2 separate regions of the Arabidopsis thaliana genome follow, and region 2 is linked to region 1. Evidence: chromatin contacts called from public capture Hi-C data. All regions are on one chromosome and are shown on one strand. The core of a region is the stretch at or near the end of the contact, and the rest is flanking DNA. Distances in the headings are between cores, read along the strand shown. Region 1 holds the start of AT5G53930 (transcriptional regulator ATRX-like protein). Region 2 holds the start of MRE11 (DNA repair and meiosis protein (Mre11)).

What was found. Capture Hi-C pulls out chosen DNA fragments and counts their contacts.
Region 2: a contact with region 1 is called in a capture Hi-C map of seedling, with 2.0 times the contacts expected there. The contact joins the promoter of MRE11 here to the promoter of AT5G53930 in region 1.

What each region holds. Positions count from the first base shown.
Region 1 is chr5:21,893,511-21,900,277 of TAIR10.1, forward strand. AT5G53930 (transcriptional regulator ATRX-like protein) reads right to left here and starts at 2,924. Exons shown (of 3, transcript NM_124772.3): 1 at 2,723-2,924; 2 at 1,039-2,511; 3 at 722-942. The coding sequence starts at 2,773. The coding sequence ends at 877. AT5G53940 (Yippee family putative zinc-binding protein) reads right to left here and starts at 5,121. Exons shown (of 5, transcript NM_124773.3): 1 at 4,984-5,121; 2 at 4,378-4,421; 3 at 3,962-4,070; 4 at 3,820-3,875; 5 at 3,477-3,738. The coding sequence starts at 5,079. The coding sequence ends at 3,654. AT5G53920 (ribosomal protein L11 methyltransferase-like protein) reads left to right here. Exons shown (of 7, transcript NM_124771.3): 6 at 76-357; 7 at 464-757. The coding sequence ends at 577.
Region 2 is chr5:22,030,567-22,037,529 of TAIR10.1, forward strand. MRE11 (DNA repair and meiosis protein (Mre11)) reads left to right here and starts at 1,472. Exons shown (of 23, transcript NM_124806.2): 1 at 1,472-1,639; 2 at 2,104-2,143; 3 at 2,354-2,489; 4 at 2,687-2,844; 5 at 2,987-3,077; 6 at 3,200-3,319; 7 at 3,400-3,468; 8 at 3,537-3,628; 9 at 3,717-3,819; 10 at 3,919-4,026; 11 at 4,148-4,210; 12 at 4,282-4,353; 13 at 4,457-4,534; 14 at 4,732-4,794; 8 more. The coding sequence starts at 2,136.

The sequences.
Region 1 (6,767 bases), core at 1,674-4,173:
ATCTTTCAAAAACCAATCATTACAACATAAATCATCTTATTTAAATCTTTGTGCATCGCTCATTTAAATTTGCAGTTTGGTGCTGCATCATCCGTTGGTGTTGATATTGATCCTCTAGCAATAAACTCTGCAATTCATAATGCAGCTCTGAACAACATTCCGTTGGAGAAACTGGAGCTGCACCTTGCACCTATTGAGAATAGCTCTTCTGGAAGAGAAATACCATTGCAAAAGGAACAGTTTGATGTAGTCATTGCAAACATACTCTTGAACCCGGTTATGAATCTGGCGGATCATATCCTTTCATTCGTGAAACCTGGGGCAACCATTGGCATTTCTGGTATCTTATCTGAACAGGTAAATAAAGAGTACTGTATTGTTATAACAAGCAAGCAAGCTACCTGCAAGTCATAGGAATTGAAAATTATACTGTAAACTGACTAATTCAATGCTCTTTTTGCAGCTTCCAAATGTAAGAGAACGGTACTCTCCCTTCTTGGAGGACATTTCTGTAGCCACAATAGGTGATTGGGTATGCATGAGTGGTACCAAGAAAGAGGAGTTTATTGATAACTAATCATTTCTTCAGTGTTATATCAGAAAACAGACAATAACATAAAAAGCACTAGTAAAGCAAAGGTAAGAACAAAAGTGTCTAATCATCAGACATTAAGAACATATCAGCCTTAATGGAGTTGTGTAAGAGGTTACAACTACACATGATATGAAACTTAATGAACTCTTCATTGTTGTATTCAAAGTTTCAAGTCTATGATAATAAAATTTGTGTTGTCACCAACTCTGGTTATAACCATTGTATTTAAATTCTACAGAAACAAAAAATCTGTCAACATAGACTATCTTCATGTCGTCGCTTCACCTGTTGAGTTTTCTTCTACCCAAAGAAGAGGCCTTCTTAGGAATGTAGACCTTGTAACTCACCTGAACACAAATTTCAAAAGAAAAATGTTAGGACTCAAATAGACATACCTGGAAACTACAAGGAAATCAATATTTCAAGAATTGCAGAAACTTTACCTGAACCATTTCTCCACCCCTCATCACAGTCATCGTTTTCTGTTCGTACTGTGACTCATCTTTTGTTTCATCAATTGTTTTCTGTTCAGACTGAGACCCTCCTTTGACTTCATCTACCTCCTCAGTGTCAGCATGAGAAGAAGACTCTGCGTTGAGCGTAGAACTAACTTTTGTTGGTTCTATGTGTTCACCTTCATTCTTTGTTACCAAAGCTAGAGTACTTTCTAAACAATTCTTGTCAACGGTACTGCCATCAATGCTCTCTGCTTCAGCATCTTGGCTACCACTAGCTTCTTTCTTGCTAGCTAGATTTAAACTATCTTTACTCAATACCGGTCTAACCAACTTTCGTTTGGTTGTACAAGAGCTAAGACCAGAACTAACTTTAACCTTGGCAGTATCACCAGACTGCTGATCTTGTTGAGAGGCAGAATTAGCCAATGCTGTTCCAGATTCCTTAACATTAATAACATGTAAAATCTTTTCTGAATTCTCAAGATCTTTGCTTACAGCAGAATCACAAAGTTTCTGCTCCATGAGATCATGGTCTTGTGACTCAACTTTTTCAGATTCAATTTGCATAGGTTCTCCTTCTGAAACAGAAGACACCTCTTTTTTAGCTATTCCACTCTTTTGGGTCACTCCACGAAATCTTTTAAGATTCTCCAGAGCTCTTTTCTTTAGAATGGCTTCCAAATCATCATCTTTCAAGCTATTGTCTGTATGAGAAACTTTGCTAGTTTCAGATTTATTATATTCCCCAAATCCGTTGTCATCAGCACGAATTCTAGAATAAGAGTCAATAGATTCACCATCCATCTCATCAGAGTCCTCACTATATCCTAACTCTCTATTGCCACCACCGCGTGTCATATAGACATCACGGTCATCTTCTTCCTTTCTCTCACCATTCCCATAATTATACGATACAACAACAATCGATTTAAGCCTTCTAGGATTCTTCTCAGGTATAACTTCATCTTCCCCTTGCCAGCATTCATCAGGTTCTTCACTCTCTCCTTCCAACTCATCTCTACTTCTACTCCGGGAATCCTTAACCTTACCAAGTCTTCTTCCTCTATCCCTAGACCATCTCTTCCCATCATCACTCTCACTACCGTCATTATCACTCTGCTCACTACTTGTAGAGCTTGAACTCAAATCTCTCTTACGTCTCTTTCTTGACACAACTTTCTTCTTCTTCTTCCCTACGTTTTCATCCTTCCTCTTAGATCTTTTCTTTTTCTTTAAAAGACGATCATCATCACTATCATCATCACTCTCACTACTAGAGTACCTCTTCCGTGACCTCTTCTTACTCAATTTAGATCTACGCTTCTTCTTTCTCCTGTAATCATCTTCTGAACTAGAATACAAAGAGGAATCTGAACCACTTGATTCACTCTCATCTTTAATCCGACGAATCTTCTTTGATTTGTTTCTCTTACTCTTCTTCTTCTTCACCGATCGCAACTGCAACATTGTAACATGATTCATCAAACCAACAATCCCTAATTAAAGATCAATACTTTAACACAAATCAAATCAAAAGTTTCGATTTTTAATCTCATGGATCTAATTTCAATACATGAGAGGATAACGGGTCAGTCATAAATCCATTCAATCGCTAGAAAAATCTCATCTTTACGAAGCCATAAGAAACAGAGAGAAAGAGAGAGAGTACCTTATTAGACGAATCTTTGATTATCTTTGAGGACGATGAAGATTTGCCCATTGTACTCTCGAGTCTCGATGGTAACGCTTTGGCTTTCTCCTAATCTCTATTACTCTGCAAAACAAAAAAGAATTGAGGAATCGTTAAGGTTTGAGAGAGAACACGAACAGTTTTGTCTTCTTTAACTAATGATGGCTTTGTCCCTCTTTACACATGTTAATGGCTATTGAACTTATAAATAAATAAATTTTATCAATATGGGAATGGAAAAAAAAAAAAAGGAAATGTTTGATTTGGTTGGAATTGGATGACAAACCCTAACTTTTTTAAGAAAGTTTCCTAATTAGTACCTAACAGAAGAGGACTTTTCCTTTTTTTCTTAAGGATGTTGTTAGTAAATACTTTAAGAAATTTGGTAAAAAATCTCAAAGACTTTTATGAGGTTTTATGTTTTCTCTTAAGAATAGTTTCCTACAATTTACTGGGGAAAAAAAAAAAAACTATACAATCGACCTATCTTGAGATCGCCGTTTCAATAGTCTTTTCTAAGAAAATCGAATAAATAAATTCTGATCTAAATTCAAACCTAATGGTAATAAAAACACATAGTCTGCTAATTCATCTGCTAGAAAATTAGTTTCTGTTTTTGTATACACGTAAAAAATATGGAGTATCATCCAATCAGTTTATGAGATTTATTATGAGATTTATTGGTTAGTAAAACTTTTCATTTAGTGAGAACCCAAATACGAATCATGTGTTATGAGTTATTCGTTTAATGAGTTTTTATTGGATTTAAAATAAAGATTCGAATTCACATAAAATTTCTACGAGATATAAAAACAACACAACAAGTTTGATACACATCTCTATAAACATGCTACAGATTTCTACACTAACAAGCTCTGCTCTTGACAAACACACAGAAAAAAGGTAACATTTAAGAATCTTCTGTGTCGCTTGTGCTACCATGAGTATCGATATAAACCTCAGTTGATAAATCGATTTCATCCACGATCCTTCCTCTGTAAAAAAAAGGATTGCAATAAACCAGAGTTTATGGCTGAAACCGGACCAGTGAACTTTAGAAGAGAAGATGTTATTACCTTTCCAGAACAAATTTGCCTTCTTTATACTTCTGAGCTTTCTCGTGCGCTGATTCCTACAAACAAGAAAGCAACAAAGGTGACATCAGAAACTGCTCTAATGAATCGTGCAAGTGAGACCATAGAGAGAGGTGAGATTTACGTATTTCCAGCCAACATTCTGTCCACAACAGCAGCAGAAAATGTCAGCTACGGTGTGCATACCGGAAAGCATCAGTCTTTCCTCTAGAGGACCCATACTTATGTTCACCCTAAAATTCAAATTTAACATTGGAATCAGCTATACTACATATCCAACCTGATTGCAAAAACCTCGCATTAGAGAAACAAGAACACTGTATCGATGCAGAGAAACTGAAGCAAAGGCAGAGAAAACACTAGTTTGGAGTAATCAGCAAGATTCAGAAGATGATAAAAGCTAAAAGACAGTTTCCATCTACAAGTTATATATACAGAAACTGATAGCAACAGAATACTAGAATCTAGCATTGTATACTGCTTGACATTGAAGAAACAGAACAAGTCCATAACAAGTACATCGAGTAAGTTTATACTTACGAACGGTTGAAGAGGTAAGCCTTTCCTCTACGGCAATGAAACGACTGAGGAAAAAAGATAAGTCAGTAAGGTTTACACTCTATATATAAAGAAAAACTACTGTCAACATTAAGCAAAGCTTAAAAAACATTATACTATAATCTTAATTTGCCTCAATTTCTCATATCTCAATTATAAAACTTTCATCTACTAACACAAGAGTTTTAAGTAGAAGTAACTCTTAAGTACAAGTTCAGCTTAAATATAAGATTCTTCTCTCAAGTCAGACCCTTTATTCAGGTACATTAATTCCCCAATCTCTATCCGTTAAACCCATATGAAAAACACTAAACTTGAGAATTTCTATGTAATATACATCAATTCCCAAAAATTCAACAAGCAGTTTCAACATCAGCAGCATTATCTTCACAATCACAAGTTTTCTCAATGGTTTTTATATAATTGGGAAGAAATGAGAACCAACACTAGCTAAACCAAGCAACCTTGTAAAGGGTCCTACATAAAATTCTACAATTATGAATCGAACTAACATCCTCAGAGAGAGATGTGAAAAAATATGAGAACTTGGGAATAGCTATTAAGTTAAAGGAGGAAACTTTAAGATACCCGAGAGACAAGATCATCGGGAAGAGCGAGATGGGTTCTGCAGAACCTGCATCTGTAAGATCTTCCTTCAAGCTCCACCGTGAATATCCTTCCCATTTCTTCTTCACTGTTCTATCTCTCTATTCTCTCTGTTTCTTTCTTTACGAACTAATAAGAGGCCGTATAAGTGATATGTTGGGCCTTAACTGGGCCCATTTCAAAACTGGTCACCAAGAAAAGTCAACAAAAGCAACTAATGATTGTTTTTTGATATCCCTTTCACAAGTATATATTATCTGATGATGTTCCCAATAGAAACGTTTGCTTAAATTTGCATCTGAAAAATATACTACAAATTTTGAAGAAGTTTTATTATTTCATTCATCTCAAAGAATGAAAAGTGAATTGACTAAGATTTTTTATATTTTTCAAACTATTGATAAGAATGATGTAAATTATTGATTTGGAAACTCTAGTTTAAATAATAAAATATATGATTAGTGCTGATAATTTAAATATATATATTTTTATAGATGGTTCAGATATAGTGAAGATGATTTTTTCTTCATTAGAATGGTCGGATTTTTTGCATATTAAAAAGATTTTTAGATTGATAGCGCAAATACCAAAGCAGATAATTTAATACTAAATTTTTTTTACCATATTGTATCATATCATTTATATAAATAATATTCATCAGAAGAAGAAAAAAGAAAGAAATTTAATCATGTTGAGTTGTGGTATAACCTTATCGTTTTCCTTTTGACGTCGTCTATAAATTTTTATCTACTATGGTAAGCTAAAATATAATATGCCATCAAACCCATCAATCTTTTTGCTTACTTTATACATTCATGTATCACCTAAAACTAAAATTAGAGGAAAATTTGTTCATCTAATACATCTAAATTACTCAAAATTTTATGAGACAAATCATTTAAGTATTACTATATAAAACCAAGTACATGAATGTATCGTAGATTCAGACCATTCATCACGACCCATATCCCTATGCTCACCAGCAGCTGTCTTTCTTCCTGAAAACGTCCAAGCCCTAACTTTTTTCCATTTTCCTTCCAATCTCAATTCACTTTCTCTTTTCCAAATTAAATTTTTCTTGTTTCTTCTTAGTTTTCTTTTTTATGTTTTACCCTGAAACTTTAAATACATGAATTATCGAATGATATATCGTCCAAGACCAAGTTCCGATCCCGTACGACGCGTGGATTGCTATTTCCATGCACCAAGCCTACTCTCTCCACTCATTAGTACGTATAACCACATTGCATGCATGCTCGTATCACGTGCCGTTACCTCGCCGGCCATGTCCATCAACGGTTATGAATCTGCCATTTGGCACAACCTGGAGGGTTCAATACTGTTGGGACCACGACCATCATCATCGTCGGAGTTTGATGATGTTTTTTAATATTTTTTCACTCTCAGGTTTTGTCATTTGCTGCGAAACATGCATATTGCCATGTACTTGTATTTGAATACTTAGGGTTCTTGTAATAATTGCTCGATATAAATAGAAATTTAGAGAATATTCTTGCTGGGAAGATTACAAATACTTGAAATTAGTTTCAGTCCGACAAAGAAAACAACCCTTATTTTTACCTCTTTATGTAGCTAAAGCAGTATTTCTGCAATTTTGAAAATAGTATAGGACACTCAAATGCTTAATTTTATATATTCATTTGAAAGTGTACATGTATGTGTGTTTAAAAAAAAATCGTTGGCACATCATTTGAATGCAATTGATTTATATGCGAAATTTTGATTTAGATTTAGTTGGCATAATT
Region 2 (6,963 bases), core at 222-2,721, 140 kb after region 1:
CCAGTCAAAACTTGAGGCTAAGGGGTGTTCATGTAATTTGACAAACGTAAAAGCATAATGAGTTTGAATAGTTTGGTCTCATTCGTAGAATCGTAGATACGTTCGAAGCAAATAAATAGAGAGAGAGTCTTTTTTTAAGAAAAAAAAGGAAACAAGTTTTGGTACTTTTGTTTTTCTTGATAATACGTTTTGTTATTTTCTTTCGCCATCGAAGGAATTTTTTTCCTTAAGGATTTTGAACTCTTTTTTCTTCTTATTTTTTTTTTCAGAGCTTTTTGTACCATATATATAATATAAGAAGCAAACAAACATCTAGATGTTGAATGTGATCCTTGTCGATTCAATAATGTATGATATCATCATTATTGATCCCGTTAAATTAGTAAAAAAAAAAACAGCTGAAACAAAAATACTAACAGAAAACTGAAATTGTACCATATAAGCTAATTGTATCTAAGAGATGTGCAATATTTATTAATTGAAGAATAAACCACTATATACATGTGTATATATACTTTTACCGATACATTAACTTGAATAGAATAACGGTTTCAACAGTGAACATAACACTGTTAAAACAAAACACTAGACATTGTATTCATTAGATAGACGCAATTTTTTCGAGAAGAAATAGGTGCTCATATAATATAATCAAATGAGAAAGCGATAAATTTAGGACTGGTTTTTACCAACTCGTAGACAACAAGACCAAATAGGGTTAATCTGTATGCATGCTTGATTTGGATTCATGCATGATAATTTGGATATGTGAGTGACGTAATGAATTTTAGCGACACACAAAAACTTCAGTAAACAGTATACTTATTTCATATATTCTTAAGCACATGGAGTTTATTAATTCAGCATATAAAAACGAATTATATAATAGAAAAAAGTGGAAGATAGAAGATATGTGTTTGGCATGAGTCACATGAAATGTTCATTTTTGTTGGGTTGTTATGTAATAAAAGTATTTTGAGCTTCTTTGTTCACTAAACTCCAACATAGTAATTTGTCATTTCTTAGAATAAGTACATCTCTTACATATGGCAATTCTAACCATCACTCTCTCTAACCTCTCCCCACCTCATATTCCATCTTCTCACTCTTTTATCTCTCTTTCATTATTATTATATCAAATTGTTTTTAGACCGTTTCTCTATACATATTCGCTGTTATTCTCTTTGGCATATTTCCTGAATTATTTTAGTTATTTTCCCTCTATTTATCATGATATTAATAATATATAAAAGCAAAATAAAATAAAATGGGCCGAGGCCTTAAGCCCATTTTTAAGATTGGGTGAAGCATTTATAGTGGCCTCGAGTTGGAAAAAACCAGAACCAAACCAATTATGAACCGTTTGATTTTCATGAATAATCAAACCGTATAACATTTTAAAGTTTGGGTATATTAAGACAAAACGAAACTAAAAGAGGGACCATACATGTAAATATATATTCCTTTAGAACTTTCGTCTCCCTAAATTTTTGGTCATTCACTCTCTCTCTGTCGCCTCTCGCTTTGAAATTCCCCGCGCCTGTCTCTCCTAATCATAGTCTCGCTTACCTCCGTCGGATTCTCTCTATTTCCGGTCACCGGAGCTCCGTCGGTTCACTTTAATCCGTTTGAATACCAGGTTAGGGTTCTATTTTCCACACAGCTGAGAAAATGCGAGAACTAAAGAAATTTCTCGAAACAGTCCTAGTGATTAAATTTGGTTAGTGGCTTTCGGATTTAGGAGAAATCCTTTAGTGGAGCTTCATTTTATAGTATTGAAACTGTTTAATTTCTAATTTTCTAGCCAACTTTGAAGTACATTTTCGCTTTCAAATCCGAGTGATTTTGATCCTCGGGTTTTGATTTTGTTACTTAGGTTTTCTATTCATAGAATCAATTTCAGACCTGATTTCTGTTGTTTTTAGGAACTAAATGACGATTTTGGTTTATCAAATCCACATTCTTTAGGGTTTTAGCTTTTTTTCAGTATGTTTTAGTAATAAAGGCTGAATGGATTCAATCAAAGATATGTGCTTGATTCTTATCTGAGATTACTTTTCTTAGTATGAGATCATGTAAATTTTTCGTTTTGGTCTTTTTCAGGTTTACTTACTGAGCTGCAAACACTTGGCATCATGTCTAGGTCAGCTTTTGGATTTGTCTTTACACTCTTTCATGGATATATTTATACATGTTTAACTCTGATATATATGCTGCGCCAGCTGTGTATTAATGGATACTGACTATAGGAAAACTAGATGTCTAAAGCTTTATTGAAATGAACAATTTTTTTTTTTCATTTTGTTTTTTGAAAAACTTATGAGTGTCAGTGTATGATTGTAAAACTTGACAGGGAGGATTTTAGTGATACACTTCGAGTACTTGTTGCAACTGATTGCCACTTGGGCTACATGGAGAAGGATGAAATTAGGCGGCATGATTCATTTAAGGCTTTCGAAGAGATATGTTCTATAGCTGAGGAGAAACAGGTCTGGTATTCAGTATCTATCCCTTGCCAGTATTATCTTGCGTTTGAATCATCTAACATATTATCTTAAATAAAAATCTTCTCCCAATATTATGAGTAGTAAACAGTGTTCTACCTAATTTTAACAAAAATTCAACCAATTGCGAGGAAGAATTCTCAGAAAGTTTCATATCTTCTTTTTTCACTCTTTTGAAACAGGTGGACTTCTTACTCCTCGGAGGTGATCTTTTTCATGAGAATAAACCCTCTAGAACTACGTTAGTTAAAGCCATTGAAATTCTTCGTCGCCACTGTCTGAATGATAAACCAGTGCAGTTTCAAGTAGTCAGCGACCAGACAGTAAATTTTCAGAATGCGTGAGACTCTATCCTTTCTGCTATTAATCTAATCATAACAGGAAATAATTTCAACTGAACTAATTAATTGGCAAATTGGCTCAAATTCGTGTATAGATCTACGTATTCTTATTAATCCCTTGACATTATTTTCTGGCTACAGGTTTGGTCAAGTCAATTACGAGGATCCACACTTCAATGTAGGCTTGCCCGTGTTCAGTATTCATGGAAACCATGATGATCCAGCCGGAGTGGTACATCACTTACATCTGCATGCTCTTGTTATGCAAACTCATTTGAATAGGTATATAGAACTGGATTAGTTAGTGAATAGGTATTTTATTGTGTTTTTGTTCTATGTCTCTTATGGCTACAGGACAATCTTTCTGCAATTGATATTCTTTCCGCATGCAACCTTGTGAACTATTTTGGAAAGATGGTTCTTGGTGGTTCTGGTGTTGGCCAGATTACTCTCTACCCTATACTTATGAAGAAGGTTGGTGTAAAGAATTTCTAACCTAGACACCTGGCTCCCCCTGACTTCTTGGACTATCATTTAATCAAATTAATGTTTAGGGCTCAACAACCGTGGCTCTCTATGGTTTAGGAAACATCAGGGATGAACGTCTCAATAGAATGTTTCAGGTAATCCAGAGGACCCTCACCTTTTGCTATACAATTGTTAATTGTGTTAATATTTATTGGTTTCACAGACCCCACATGCTGTCCAATGGATGAGGCCTGAAGTTCAAGAAGGATGTGATGTTTCTGACTGGTTCAACATTCTGGTGCTTCATCAAAATAGGTTGATTCCATTGCTATAACATCTTTTAGATCGTTTTCTTACTCATTCTGTATCAGAAAATTTGATACTGTATTCATATGACTTGCAGGGTGAAATCAAACCCCAAAAATGCAATAAGTGAGCACTTTCTTCCACGTTTCCTCGACTTCATTGTGTGGGGCCATGAGCATGAATGCCTAATCGACCCCCAGGTCCATGAAAAATTTGATTTTTGGAGTTATTGCATTTAAATAAGAGTGAGCCACAATGTTACTTGCCTCTTTGAGCTAAAAGCTATTAAACTTTTGAAGGAGGTATCTGGAATGGGCTTCCACATCACACAACCAGGATCTTCTGTGGCAACATCACTTATTGATGGGGAATCGAAGCCAAAACATGTTCTTCTCTTAGAAATCAAGGTTCTTCAGCAAACAATCTGAAATTTCATCTTCACTTTATTCGTACTTCATTTTCTGGTCTTTTTTCCTCCTTTTCAATCAAGCATGTAAGCTTGAGTGACTTAAAATATATGACTTACAGGGAAATCAATATCGTCCTACGAAGATACCTTTGACATCTGTGAGGCCTTTTGAGTATACAGAGGTAAAGTTTACTTTTCCTTAATATGTTATGGTGGTGGCAGACTTCTTTGCTTACATATTTTCAAAGTGCAGATTGTTTTAAAGGATGAAAGTGATATTGATCCCAATGATCAAAACTCAATTCTGGAACACTTGGATAAAGTGGTACCTATTCCCTCTTCTCATAGTTCATGTGGATATCTTTTCTCCTGCCCTTTTTGAATAACCAGTCACTGAATGTCTCTACTAATATCTACAAAATTGTTAGGTCAGAAATCTAATAGAGAAAGCTAGCAAAAAAGCTGTTAACAGATCAGAGATCAAACTCCCATTGGTTCGAATCAAGGTAACTTGTTTCCAAGTTTTCTTCAAACTGCTGCAAATTCTAGCAACACTCATATAATTAAACCTTTATTTTCTAACCCAACTCTAGAGGCTAGGCTTTGCCAGTTTGATGCATGCACACCCATAGCCACAAACAGATAATTGTTATTAAGAATATTAAATGACTGACAAAAGACTAAGATCTGCTTCATCTTTCAGGTAGATTATTCTGGATTTATGACGATAAATCCTCAAAGATTTGGACAGAAATATGTGGGAAAGGTACCTAGAAATTAGTTACTGTAACATGATGGTCACCATACTTCTTTGAATGTTGGCTAACTAATGACAAAGTCCCAAACACTTACAGGTTGCAAATCCCCAGGACATTTTGATATTTTCCAAGGCTTCTAAGAAGGGTCGGAGCGAAGGTAAGGGCATTGGTGTACTAGTAATTTATACAATTTTGTTTGGATTAGATTGATGCACGTGCTTTTACTCTAACTTGTAATAGCTTATCTGGCAAAAATTACGGTTAAGTAGTGTATCTGAGATATAGTAATGTAGAACAATATGGGCCTATGATAACCTCCTTTGTTGTTTTATTGTCGGTATTATAATTCTCGTCATATATATCATGACTACTAACTTTCTGTTGTGTGGAGCTTGATATTGATGTATTGAGTGTTAATTTTCTTTCTGTTCCACTTTTCTTGTTATAGTTCATGTTTCTTCGTGTGTAACCTATAGCATCAAAATTTTGCGAATCTTATGGATTATCTCTAGTTAGTATATATTGGAAATTTGCCATTTTGATAATTTTTTTGTCTAGTGAATTGAATGGCAATGATGCATGTCCTGATGGTTGTCCAGTGATCCAGTTATGATATATTTCAATCTTCCATTTCACAGCCAACATCGATGATTCTGAGCGGCTTCGTCCAGAAGAACTGAACCAGCAGAATATAGAAGCTTTAGTAGCTGAAAGCAACCTGGTACATCCTGCAACCTTCTTTCCTTATGATTGTGTTATTATCGTCAACCCCTGTAGAACTTTGCCACAGAATGATATAGACTTGGGTAGTTACCAAATGGGCATGAGTACACTATGGGATGATCATTCTATTTTCTTCCGCAGAAAATGGAGATCCTTCCAGTTAACGATCTGGATGTTGCTCTTCACAATTTTGTGAACAAGGATGATAAACTAGCCTTCTACTCATGCGTTCAGTACAATCTTCAAGAGACTCGTGTATGTACTATTTTTTACTTCACCATTCAATACAAAGTTCTGCATAGGATATTATTTTTATTTCGTAGCACGTCCTTGTTATTGCTTTTATGATTTATCTCTTCCCTCTTTTTGTACAGGGTAAACTTGCAAAGGATTCAGATGCCAAGAAATTTGAGGAAGATGACTTGATTCTTAAAGTGGGAGAGTGCTTAGAGGCAAGAAGATATAGATTCAGTTAGTTCTGCCGCAGATTATGAGAACCAGCAGAATATTGATCTCACTTGCATTATTGTTCGTGCAGGAACGCTTGAAAGATAGGTCCACTCGACCCACTGGTTCCTCACAGTTTTTATCCACTGGATTGACTTCAGAGGTTTAAATTCTCTTTTTTAGATTTTCCTTGCCTCTGTCCTTCCGTTGGTTTCTCACAGTGCTATTTTCTACCTGAGATTGGTACAGAATTTGACAAAAGGAAGCAGTGGCATCGCGAATGCTTCGTTCAGTGATGATGAAGACACAACTCAGATGTCTGGTTTAGCTCCTCCCACTAGAGGACGAAGAGGTTCATCCACTGCTAATACAACTCGTGGTAGAGCTAAAGCCCCAACCAGAGGACGAGGCCGTGGTAAGGCCTCAAGTGCGATGAAGCAAACCACTCTTGATAGTTCTCTTGGTTTCCGCCAGTCTCAAAGGTAACTTTTTGACAGCACATTTAACCAGTTTAGGGTAGGATTCACGGACGTGCAAGGAAATGATTGGCATCACTAGCTAGCTAATGTTATGTCCCTAATTTGTCTTTCATAGATCTGCTTCGGCTGCTGCTTCAGCTGCCTTCAAAAGTGCTTCCACCATTGGAGAAGATGATGTAGATTCTCCTTCAAGCGAAGAAGTCGAGCCTGAAGATTTTAACAAACCTGACAGCAGTTCGGTATGGACTATTCCTTACACTGTTATTCATTTGTTCACTACCATAAGAAAGCCCATGTAAAAACTTGACAACATATAACTTTTGGCATTCTTATTTCTCTATTTGAAGTAAATTTTGCGTTTTTACTTTTCCTGATTCTTGTTTGATATCCACTAAAGGAGGACGATGAGAGCACTAAAGGCAAAGGACGTAAAAGACCAGCTACTACTAAGAGAGGCAGAGGTAGAGGTTCTGGGACTTCAAAACGTGGTAGAAAAAACGAAAGCTCTTCTTCACTTAATAGGCTACT